Linked DNA regions of Mus musculus: region 2 is linked to region 1. The links are chromatin contacts, called in public HiChIP or PLAC-seq maps. All regions are on one chromosome and are shown on one strand. The core of a region is the stretch at or near the end of the contact, and the rest is flanking DNA. Distances in the headings are between cores, read along the strand shown. Region 1 holds the start of Bche (butyrylcholinesterase). Region 2 holds the start of Zbbx (zinc finger, B-box domain containing).

Region 1 (6,463 bases), core at 2,694-5,193:
CTTGTAAAGTAAGCATAATTACCTCCATCCTGTATTTGCTGGGAATGCATTTAACAACGATGGTAATTTCATAATATTCAATAGCAGCTACCATCACATCTAAAGAGTCAGTGTTTCTACATGGCCTATATTTGTACAATGTTTTCTTCTGTGATTTAGTACCTATTTTGGGATTTCCAGAGCACTGTTTACATGAATAAGAATCAAGTTCTCAATAATGACACCTATGAGTTTTTCTTGTGCGTAAGGTACAACGTAACACTAGAAACCACCATAGTGAGCACTCATTTATTTAAAGATGTTAATGCAGTTCCTCCCTGCATCCTACCTGCTGAGAAGATTTATTCTTCGTATTGATGAATCTGCAGTGTTAATGAAAAGATCCCTATGTTCCCACCTTCGATACAGTATAAATTGGTTATATATAAATTACCATTATTCTATTCTTTACTTAACATGACATTTGCCCATTCTGTTCCTCTCTGTCAAAGACATATTTTTGTTTGTTTGTTTGTTTGTTTTTTGTTTTTCGAGACAGGGTTTCTCTGTATAGCCCTGGCTGTCCTGGAACTCACTCTGTAGACCAGGCTGGCCTCGAACTCAGAAATCCGCCTGCCTCTGCCTCCCAAGTGCTAGGTTTAAAGGCATGCGCCAACCACGCCTGGCTCAAAGACATATTTTAACATGTTTTTATCACATAGTTAAACAATCAAAACAGAAATAAAGAGATTTCAAAATGAAAGTTTTCAATTATAATATAAAATATAAAAAACTTCCTTGCCTCTCATACATTCTGGTGTAACTGGTAACTGCTAAAAAGTAAAATATTAAATGCCTCTAGCTTATCATTAAAAAAATGAGGAAAATTTTCATATGAAATGCAGCAATCTTAAAGTAGATAAGCTCACACCTTGAAGTAGTAGTTAGTATTTTGAAGGGATTGGGAGCTTTTATCCCTAAGTCAACAGAAAATAAGTTCTAGAATTAAAAACCAAACATTAACCACAAAAAGGGAATTAGGATAACAAATTCAAGTTTAACAAATGTTGATTGATATCAAATTTTACAGCTAATATATTATAAATTCTAATCTTTTAAAAAATTTAACTTTTAAAATAAAAAGGCACATTATCCCCTCTTTTACTTTTAACTCAAATTCACAATCTAAATTCTCCAGCCAATTTTATGAGGAAATATACAAAGTAATATACATTCTTTAAGATATGGGTGTGTTAAAATGCTGATATAAAAAAGCTATCATCATTTATTTGTAAAAAAAATTGTCACATATTTAAAATAATAAACCATCCTAGAAATAATTAAAAAAAAAGGAAAATGTCAAAAACAAAAAATACTCATAATTTCAGTTTTTTGGTATCGTACATTCTTGTTTTTAAACTATGACTAATATCTGTGGATCTTATTTGGAAACGGAGGTTTGTAAAACATGTTGGTAAAGTGCTATCTAGTTAGCACTGGGCTGGTCTAGAAGCAACATTGGAATGCCATTTGACTAAAACAGCAGTTTCTTTACCCAATCAATTACTGTTCTGTTTCAGGCTAAGTAAACACATTTGAAGCAATATGTTAATGAAAGGACTATATTCTGATGTTCCACAGATTGAATGTCTGCTAAGACATCCAAGCAAATCAGGGTAATAGATGAGTTGTTAGGACCTGTAGTCTATTCTTGACTAAAATCACAGTGGATACAAGATCATATTAGTAACCTGAATATTAAATTACTAGATTTTTTTGGGTTTCTTTTGGAAGGTAAATTCTGTCTGTTATTGTTGTATTTCTATGACTGTAGTTGCCTCAGAGAAAGGAAGAAATTCTAAAGATACACTTGGTTGTCTCAGTCTGACAATCATACTATCAAAACAATGGGTCTCAAAGAGATGGGGATTTCCCCAGAAAACGAATGACACAAAATGAAAACATAAACCAGAAGGGAACTTATGTCCTTGAAGGAGATTCTATACAGCTCTAACAACGTGTAAGAACACCTTACAGGATGAGATGGAAGTCTAGACGATGAAGGGTCAAGGCTTGCTGGGAACATACCTTGAACAGGCTGCTTGGATGGGCACATTCTTGAACTTTATCCTTTCTTCAGGACTCTGAAGATGGACAATGGAGGCAAAGCTTTGTATCTTTTCCCAGTGTATCCATTGAGTACAACCCGTTTTCTGCTCTCCACTATTAGTTTAGCTCTTTAAATAGATTTAATGAGGACTTGTGTGACCAAACCTGGCTTAGGGCAAAGGTGGTGACCTCCAGATTTGATAAGACAGTCAGTCAGTTTCACTAAGAATAATCAGATGTTGGAAAACCATCAAAGCAAATCAAAGATGAAATTTAAAGTGCATTAGCACTTGTGACCAAGAAATCAAATCAAAGACTAAATTTATAGAGGAGAATAAATTCATATATCCTCTAAAATTTTTCTTGGTTTACTTTTTAATAAAAATATGATATGGAAACAGCTTCAGATTTCTTCTTATAATTCAAGATGTAGAATATTGTACATCAACAAAAATAACACTCAAAAGGAACAAAGCATGTCTTTGTAAATGTGGCTAGGCGTTTATTTGCCATCTGAAGGTAATGGTATTTTGTCGATAAAAACCCCAGACTTACAATTCAATTCATTCAGTTATCTTTAAAAGCCTCCTGTCTTCAAACAATATGACTTTTGTGAAAGTGAATTATAGTCATGTTTGTTATAAATATTCTATATTTTATATTAATGAAGCATTGTACCTGCTCATTGGAACACATTCATTCAGATGCAGAATACCTGCTTAGGGAAATATATATATATATATCACATAGAAACCTAATAAAATGATTTTGTGTGTCTTTCAATTTTTTTTTCTGTTCCTATAAATCTTATAGTCAATGACTAAACTGAGGCTGATGTTATAAAATAATGGTAGATTTCCAGGATTCTAGGATGAGACAAAACTTCCCATTTTTATACTATTCCTATAAAAATAACGGTAGCATAAGATAATTTTGTCCGGTTTAAACACTCAAAGTTGGCCAATCATGGATAAGGAAGTATTTGTAAATTAAATTAGAGAATATATTTTCTTGGACATAGAAGGAGTTTTCGATTTCTGCATGCCAGTGGATGTTGTGAAAGTTTCAGGGGACAAAGTGTTGCTTGGTAAAAGTGCCCTGTTAAGTAATAAGAGAAAATTAATCTACGTGATTGCAAAATAGAAGATATTGAAAACTATCATGTGTGCTCAAATAAGTACTTCTGTTAAGAGGTTGACTAACCTCTGCATTAAAGGGTAACCTAGCCTAAAATAAGTCTCCATAGAAAGGGAATACATACATTCATACATACATACATACATGCATACAAATGTAAGAGACTCCACAGGTGCTATGCCTATTCGGTCAATGTATAACAAATTCACTCGGTCCTCAAGAGAAAAAGGGATTAACTTTGTGTCTTCCGGAATAAGAGAAAGCCCCGAGGTAGTGGCTTCTCGCCTGGCTCTTCTGTCCTGTTCCCTTGTCAGGGACTAGTCCCAAGGGAGCACCACAAACACGTGAGAAAAAAAAAAAAAATCTCCTTCCCTTCTTGCCTCAGTCGATCTTCACTGGAACTTCAGCACAAGATCTGTAAAAATCAGAGCAACTCACCGGAATTACTGCAGCAAAGGATGAGGAAGTTTGCAAAGTGGCAATCTTGCAATGCTTTGGGGACGCGCGGGATGCAGCTGCCGCCCTGCCTGTGAATTGCAGGACTCTGACATTTCAGTCAACTCTTCCAGACAAAGCTCGCGAGAGCTGGCAGCAGCAACTTGATCTGGCTCTGGCCAGGCTTCCCAGGCTGACATCTGCTCGCACAAAAGCAGCGGTGACTTCTTCAGAGAGGGTTGTGGGTCTTCCTCCACCATTGCAGGCAGGCTTCAGGAGAGAAGGAGGGGCGGGGCGGGGAGGGTCAGTAATAGAAAATGAGCGAGTTAGTTTGCACTATCCCGGACTTTAACATTTGGTGTTTTGTTTTGGTTAGTTTGTTTTGTTTTGTTTTCGTTCTCTATCGTGGACTTTTTTTTTTTTTTCTTTAAAAAGTTTTACGGTACTAAACATTGTGTATAGTAAGTATTCTAACGAAATGGTATTGGAACCAAGTGTACCTGCAATTTTGTGAAAATAGTACAACCATAAAACGTCGTAAAAAAAACATTGTTAGGAAACAAAATAATCCCTATATAAACTATGAAAATCAAAAGAGTGCTTACAATAGCTAAATAACTGACTACCACCACTCCTGCCCCTTACACCCTGCATTTCAACCCTTATTTAAGTCCTAGAGATTTTACAGGTCTTGACAACTTCTCAAAAGTCCCTGCTGGTCATATATAAGAGGAAAACCCATGATTTATTATACACATTAAAAGCCCAAAGTTCTTCAGCAAACAGTTAAAAGAACATTTCCAGCCCGGCAGTGACAGTGTTTGTGAACATATATTTTCATTTTCAAACGTATTTTACCTTACATATATATTTTTGCAAAACAATAAAAAGAACAAGAAAAAAATAAAAAGTGAAAAAAATTAAAAAAAAAAACAACACAAAACAAACAAACAAGAAAAAACCTTCCAGGAACACTTTAAGGGCTGACTCTCAAATACACTTGTAAGGTTTTGTAAATGTCAGCTTTCACTACTTAAACCTGTCAGCTGAAGGCTCACTACAGATTTAACAGATTACCTAAATTTATAGAAAGATCCACTTCGTTTTTAGTAGAAAGTAACATTTCAAACATGTAAATATACTAACTGGTGCTTTCATCCTGGCTACTGCTCATGACTAATAATTTATATGTAATCTGTTAACCCAAGGAACACGAATTTAGCATGACTAATTAAATTTCCAGGTGCTAAAATTTGATCTTCAAAATCTCAAAATCTTGCTATGTTACTAGCCCTACTAAATTTGGGGGTTAAAATTTCAGATTATACGTTTTTTATATCATTTTATAACAAATGCTTTCCAGATAAAAGACATTTTTATTAGCTGATTATCGTTTCTCTGTAAAGTATTACTTGGGCAATATCGATTACGTGACAAACACTACAATCAAAACACCACTTCTTTGTTTTCCATAGAAGTTTAAAGTTGTATCTAAGCGCAAGCCCTGATCTTAGTAGGTGAATTTATCTGAGCTTTTGTGCATGCTGCTCATGTCTACTCCATATTGTATAACATATGTGTCAACTCTAAAATAGTCATGAAAAATATAAAATCATATACTAGAAGACTGCAATACATGTTTAAAATAGGTAGCAATCCATATTAGGGGATTATGAAACTGACTTTTTTTTTTTTCTTTTGTTGAGTATTTTTACTTCAGTGAAGCACTTAGGTTCGAGGCCCATTCGTTCATTTAGTTCATTTTTGTCTGAGTTTCTCAGCTCTCCCATTTTGCTGTACACTACATTAGTTCCTACTTAAAGCACGTCTTCCTGTGTTACTGATCTTTCCCTTGTGGCTGAAAATGCAACAGGTACTTTGCGTCTGTGCTGTGATCTTTTCCCCATTTCTCCAGTGTGATGATATTGGTCATGTGCCCGGAAGCTTGTTGAGTCAGGCAGGCAAGCTGCATGCCACCGGCTCATCGCCTTGTGTTTTGTCAGCACTCTGGCAAGGGTTTTTGTACTGGCTGAACGTGGTTCTCATGGGGTAGCCAAGAACCCTTGACTCCTCCCTCCTTCCCACGTTCAGGGTGGCCTGGTCTGCTGCCCTTAAAGAACTTCTTTAGGTAGCCATTCACAACACCTCTCAGGTACTGTTTTAGGTGATGTCTTGTACAAAAATGTTCTGATCTTTAACTTTTATTGATATACTTTTTTCTGCATTGTAAATTACCTTACAAGGAATTATATCTCTTCATACCATTTTTCAAATAATTTTTCCTTCTTCTTTTTTTTCTCTCTCTCCCTCCCCCCGCCTTTTTTTTTTCCTTATTCTTCCCCCATCTTTTAACCCAGGAGCCTCATCTGACATCAGGGTATATGTGATATTCCACCCTCTCCCCTTTCATTGCTTTTTAACAAGAACAATTTATTTCCCTTTCAAAGTATCTGTAACAAAGAAAAACACCTTGAATTTTTGCATTTTACATATCATAGTTTAGGAAAATACTACTTCCTTACTTTATAACTCTATAAGGACAGTCAAATACTTTGTTGTAGCTTTCCTGGTTCTTATTTACTTAATAATGTAAACTATCAATTGAAATATTTCAAGGACTATCATAGCATTGGTATTCCTAAGTATTTTTAATCTCTATAATGATGATGACAGTATGAAGAAAGAAGTAGTATTACTGGGCCAGAATGTAGGTCAGCGATTGTAGCAGTTTGAGTGAAAAATGGCCTCATTGACACATAGGGACTAGCACTAGTGATAGGTGTGGCCTTGTCTGAGTAGGTTG
Region 2 (6,626 bases), core at 591-3,090, 1.4 Mb after region 1:
CTGGGTCTTATTAAAACCAGAATGTAAAGTGCACAAGTGAACACAGAGGCCGGTGTGCATTTACATAGACACTGCCGATTCATGCCCAGCTTTCAATTTGCAATTTGCATGCTCAATTGCCCAATTTGTACATGAAGATATGAGAACAATGGCTGCCTCTATATCTATGGCTGCACCAACTGCAGTCATCTTTGAAAATTTAGGCCTAATTATTCTCTGTGGTTTTGCTTCAATGAGGCACTTATTGTTCATATTCTTTGAAGTAGCTGCTCAGATGTTTTCTCTACCAAACACAGCAGAAAGGAAAATAGAATTGAAATCATCAACTTCTATATGAATCACACTTTTTTTTTAAGTTGGCAGTGTTATACAAGTTACAGATAAATTTAACCTCAATTTTTATAACCGAATTATCCAGTATGATTACCTTAATGATACAACTGAATTGCAATGAGATCAGCCTGGCTATGAGCTCCATACGAAGAGTAGTTATGTCAGGAAATAAAGTAATTATTAGGGAAATTTTATAATTTATTTTATTACTATGAGTAATATTTGTCTGTTTTATAAATGTATTCATATTTACTTCAAATTATCCTAATTACATAAAAAATATTTGAGTGAATAAGCTACAAACTCCTAGTTTCAGTCTAATTGAATTTTGTCATTAAATCTGATTTTTATGCTTGAAAAAATAATTGAGTGATAAAGTAGCATTACTAGATGGATACGGATGCTCACATGCATGTTTACATGCTTCTGAATATCTGAAACTAGAATTTAATGGACTTATTGCTGCGCCAGAAGGCATTGAACAAGAGCTTCCCAAAGCCAGCGCAGTTTAACTGGCTCTGCCATCCATAACAACTAAGCAATTGGGTTAGACTAAGCTATAGTCTGTGGTCTGCAGGCATCACAAATACCTGCAACCTGGCACCAGTGCTTTTATGTATCCAAATTGCCCTCGGGAGGCACCTTTTCAGTGATATTTATGCTCAACCCACCTCCTGAAAACTTGTCATCTCTGCTTACTATCTGTATATGCAACCCCCTTACTGTTCCATACAACCCTATGTGAAAATTCACTTAATTATTTGTGCTTGATATCTCTCCTAAAAATGTTTCACCATGAAGTTCACATTAAGTGAAGGTCACTTTGATGGTCACAGCTTCTCACGAAATAAATCGACAGAAACTCGTTCCTTGTTGAGGGTTTCGTTCTTGCTTTTGTTTTTGGCAGGCTGATCTCCAATTCACTATGTAGCTGAGGATTGCCCTGACCTTCTGATCTACATGCTCCATTTCACATGGGATGAGTGGCATCAGGCTATTTATGAGATGCTGGGAATGAAGCTCTGAGCTACCTGCATGCTAAGTAGGCACTCTCCCATCAGCCACTTTCCCAAGCCAACTAGTTCCTGATTTCCTCCCTTTCACTCTCTGCAGTGCGGTGGGGTGGGGAGGATCTGCACTCTTTACTCAGGGCACTGTTACAGTGTCATCATTCAACAATTCACATCCACCGAAGATCTCTGCTCTCTCTATGTTGTCAATGTACACGAGGTTCCTCCTCCACTAAATATCAGAAATCTACTCAGTATTTCTCTCTATCCATTTATCATTAATAACTCTAAATACCTCAGTGCCCCCCCTTACCTGACATCCAGCCCTGAAGATCCTCTAATACTCCAGCCCCTAAGTTCCTCTAGCTGCCCCACCATTGTAATCAAATCTTGCAGCTAGACATCATTCTAAATGTCCATGCCTTCAAAATCCCAAACACAGATGTTCTCAGTGTCAAGCATGATCGTTGTTCCTTTGACTCTCAGCTCTCCCTTTCTGCTTATTATTATGATGAAATAATGCTAGGGGGTTTCCTGGAAACCCATGCTGAATGACCCCCCCCCCAAGGGTACATAGGCCTTCTCAGCCATCCGTTCAATTCTTTGCTGCTCAACCCCAGCCATGATGCCCATAGCTGCTACTCCAAACCTCTGCTCTCAAGAATTCTGTCATCCTGTTTCCTGTGCTTCACCCTTGACAGCAAGTGCTGTCACCTTTGCTCTGTGAGGATGTTGAAAGCCTGTATCACCTGTCAGATCCAAGCTATAGTATTTGTGTTTACTTCCACCTGTTTTATATTTTCTTCTGTTTTGCTTGCCAGGGGGAATGCATTCTCTCTTCCCCAGTGAAGGTGTCTTTAATGAACCACCTTCTCAAACATGTCAGCCCCAACCTCTGGCATATTCTGTCATCTGCATCTTCAATTTCTGACCTGCTCACAATCCCACTCCTCAGCCAATAAACTGATGACACTCCACCAACTTAGTCAAAAGAACTTAACTCTGCCCTTGAGTCTATTGAACCTTCCTGTGTTCTTGCTCTTGTCTTCACTACTTGGAATATATTGTTGCATTGAACTGATAATGGCTAACTAATTGAACAATTAGTTTAATATTTTTTGTTAAACTAATTGTTCAATTAGTTAGCCATTATCAGATCAATATTTTAATATTTTCCTTTTCCAAAAATATTCATTGTAACAATTCAAAGTGGGTTCCTGTATAGCATCCCTTACCTTGCTTAGAACTCTAAATGTTACAAATGTCTTATGAACACATAGCAGAAATTCAAAGGAGTTGAGTTGTGTAAGAGTGCAACAATGACTAAATGAGTGAGAATTTTAATTTATAAAGCCAATAGAGAGCTTCTCACCATCAGCACAGTTGACACCAAGGGGCTCTGCAGTGCGTTGTAGCAAGATCAGAAGCAGCTTTGTTCCTGGTCCTGCCCTATTATACAACTTCATCAGAACAAGTAGAAAACCTCTCTTAATGGTCAAAGTGGAAAACAAAACAAAACAAAAACAAAAACAACCAAAAAAAAAAAAAAAAAAAAAAAACTTCAGACATTGCCAAAGGTCTCCAGGGAAGCAAAATTGCCTCATTGAGAACTCAGACTCTGAACTGAAGTTTCGTTATAACACAGCCCTTTGGATGTCATTAGCATGTCCATGTGTTCTAACTCTCCCTCCCTTTAAGCTTTTATGACATCCTAAGACTTTGACTCCATTCCTGCCCTTTTGTTATATCCAGGCTCTCTTCACTGGATGAAAACTGGGAGATTATTTTAGAATAAGGCTAACAACCTGATGCTTGACGTTGAGCAAATCAGTTTACTTCTCTGATGGGAAATTACTTCATCTGTGAAGCCACAATTATAAACTGAATCTTGTGAGAGATAGAGGTGGCTGCTGCAGTAAAAATTCAACAAAGAGAAGTCCACAGTCAGATTAATATACTGAATAAATATTAAATTTGAGGGTTACCATACACTGCACACAGACTTGGGTTTAAGTCTTCATAACTCTCTCGCTTATATAAATTTGTAGGGATATGTTTACTCAGCTTTACAGGTGAGTGAACACAAAATCCTAAATTTATACCACAGACTTTCCTTCCTTCTTCCTTCAGGCTTACTCTTACGCTAAACATCCTGTAAATCTCCTGTATGTTTTACTTAATTCTTTTTTCACTGTATTTTGATGCAATATTTTTCTTTACACTTCTCCCATCTCCATTTCAATTCAGATTTCTTTCATATGAGATCTATGGTCTTTTTCTAACCTTCTATTACCTCTGGGCCTCTGTAACCCTCTACACCTCTGGGCCCACTGATCTCTAGAGCATCAGGCACATATAATACCGACATCTCACAAAGTGACTGGGAAGTAGAAGAGAAAGACCTATTTCTACTTCTATTTATTCCACAATTAATATTATAACATATGTGCTGTAAATTGGTATGAACATAAATAAATAGAAGTATATACGTAGTAAGTCCATGTTCAAAGTCTATTAATTTCTGCTGCATTTCATGGTCAAAACTGTGTATAGCCAAGAAAAACCATTGTAAACCATTCTTTTATCATTTCAGTCCTACTGGTCAAGTTCTGCAGGGCAAGAGAACCCTATTCATCAATTGAAATGCATCACGTACCTAAGACTAGGATCAGAAACTTCTACATCTTTCACAGCCTCTAATTCTATGATAGCTACCTCCCACACTTCCCACTTTTGCCCTCTTTTGTAATTAGGATGTTTGTGGAAACAAAGATTTTTATTTATTCTTAAAATATTTCCCTATATAAATTCATTAGCCAAACTATTATTTTGCATGTATACACTATTCATATACAAAAATATTTATTACAAATGTTTTATATTGATTCTTACTAAAAATATTTGATGTACCTTGCTTTTACTATGGTAGATGAGGACTTCCTTAAAAACATGGCTTAAACCACTCAAAGTTCAAAACAGGGCTTTTCAAAGGCCATTGCACACAGGTCCATGAAGATATGTTTGGAAATCAAAACTAGGAGTTTTTCTGTTCTCTTCAGTTTTGTTTTGTTATGCTTCATTCTTTTCTTTTTGACTCAGGGTCTCAGACCATAACCAAGGCTGGCCTCAAGCTCAAGCCAGACCCCCTGCTTCAAATTCTTGAGTGATGGGAAGACAAGTATGAGCTACTATAACTGCTCACAGCACATTTTAAAAACATATTTATAGTAAAATATCTGAAATGCAACACAGGACAGTACTGTGGGAAGATAATGACCAGTTAAAAGTGGCTTATAAATTTTTAACCCCAAAATGAAAGAAGCCTCCCTCACAAAAGGGATGGCATTGTATAATGAAATGCTTTTTCAGAAGCCAAAAAGTACAGAAGTGCCGAGTAAGATATTTGTAGGTGCCAAATGACCCAATGAAAGTTTAATGATAGGTATATAAAAATAAAATGCTGTGCAAGTTAAAATTCACGAAGTCACGAATCCTGTACCAAAGAAGCCCAGAGAAAAAGTTTTCCTTATATAAAGACACCTCCCTGCCTGCAATCATAAATGTAACATTTTACAATGCACAACAGAGATAAAGTAAACCTGTAGCTTCGGAAGTGCCATGCAAATATTTCCTTGATCATCTTTATTCATGAGACCAAGAGTGTATAAATTATTATTATTCAAGAGGAATACAGCAACATTAAGGAAATAAGAAATAACATGAAGTCAGGACAGAAGCCTACAATCTGTTATATCATATAATATTAGTATTCTTGGTAATATAGAACAATGCCATTGTATTTTATATCCTTTAATCTGCAAATGAATGAAATGCTGTGTGTGAAATTTAGAGAAAGGCATAACACAAAATTTCTCCTCAAAGTAATTTTTAAAAACCTTCTGAAATATTTTATGTATATAAATTTCTTTCTGTATGAAAGACAAAGGATATCTGAGTAATTAACGCCTCATAGTAAGCCAAGGACAGGGAGCCTGAAATGAGGTCACTAAAGAACGAGGAGTGGATCCCTGGGCATGGGAGACTACGAAAGCCTGAAAACATATTCCATGCCCTTCTGTTTGGCAAATGTCATCTTTCTTACCTTGGTGGGATTCCCTTTACTTTGTGACGTCATCCTTGACAGGTTACGCAATTTGCTCACATTTCCAGATTTCCAGTGATATCCACTTGTCCTTCAACAGACAGAAAGCAAAATGTAATTATGGAAAACATTCCCCCTTTTAGGAAATATAAATTCAAGTGTTAGCATGCTAAACCTCTGCAACCTGGAAATAAGATATTAACCACACTCTGCTTTATCTCCAGAGACACCTTTATATCTCTTCTTATGTATCGGTGGCATGTGGAGTGATGACTCATAGCAAAATGTGCAAATACAGTTGAGGAATTCCATTGCCTGGCATTTACAATGGCTGACTTTTATCAGTTTATAGAAAAAATTTACACATCATCCTATGGTGAAATTTTTAAAACTAAGGTATACACAAATAAAAGGGGGGGGGGACCAAATTGGTATACTCAAATGTACAGCAGATATGCCAGATCTTGAAAAGCATCTAACAAGTTCCCACATAGAAAATAACACAGATTACAAAGAAGGCAAGTTGTAATTTTACAGGTTTAAAATTGGGATTTGTACACATACACACACACACACACACACACACACACACACACACATCGCTGTTTCAGGTACAAAAAAAAAAAGAATCAAATTTCACTGGACAACCTGCCCAATATCATACAGATAATGAATAGTAAACCCCAAATTGGAACCATGGACCTCACTTTTCCTGGTCAATTTGTGGCAAGTCTTCACTTTGTCTTTGAGACTGTCTCTAAGACCTTAGGAGAGAATGTTACTACTCTGAAATTTCATTCAAGTTAAAGAATGTTTTAAAACCCCATCCAGTTGAGGATCCACAGCTAAAGAAAATACAATCTGGGGTGCTGACTCAAGAGACTTCAATATTCACATGAAAATGGCCATCCATATGAAGGCCAAATTAGAAATCTTAAGGTAGGTAGGTCAGCAGTCAGTCACACTGTTAATTTCATAAAGGTTTGATTGTGATCCACATAATTCTTGAAGTGGGGAGAAAGAGAAAAAGGGAGGAAGGAAGAGAGTGAGGGAGAGAAGAATGGAGGAAGGGAGGGAGGGAGGGACAGAGGGAGGGATGGAGGAAGGAAGGAAGGAAGGAAGGAAGGAAGGAAGGAAGGAAGGAAGGAAGAAACAGAGGGACAGAGAGACCAGATATGAAA

The links. HiChIP or PLAC-seq counts read pairs in DNA pulled down with a chosen protein or histone mark.
Region 2: a contact with region 1 is called in an H3K4me3 HiChIP or PLAC-seq map of stem cell-derived neural progenitor cells, with 14 times the contacts expected there. The contact joins the promoter of Zbbx here to the promoter of Bche in region 1. A contact is called at or near these places in 15 of 39 promoter capture datasets (the 3T3-L1 cell line, 3T3-L1-derived adipocytes, the C10 cell line and 8 more) and 1 of 115 datasets of contacts at active chromatin or transcription factors (stem cell-derived neural progenitor cells).

The regions. Positions count from the first base shown.
Region 1 is chr3:73,704,472-73,710,934 of GRCm38.p6, forward strand. It overlaps Bche (butyrylcholinesterase), which reads right to left and starts at 3,944. Exons shown (of 4, transcript NM_009738.3): 1 at 3,664-3,944.
Region 2 is chr3:75,141,932-75,148,557 of GRCm38.p6, forward strand. It overlaps Zbbx (zinc finger, B-box domain containing), which reads right to left and starts at 1,841. Exons shown (of 17, transcript NM_001310529.1): 1 at 1,657-1,841.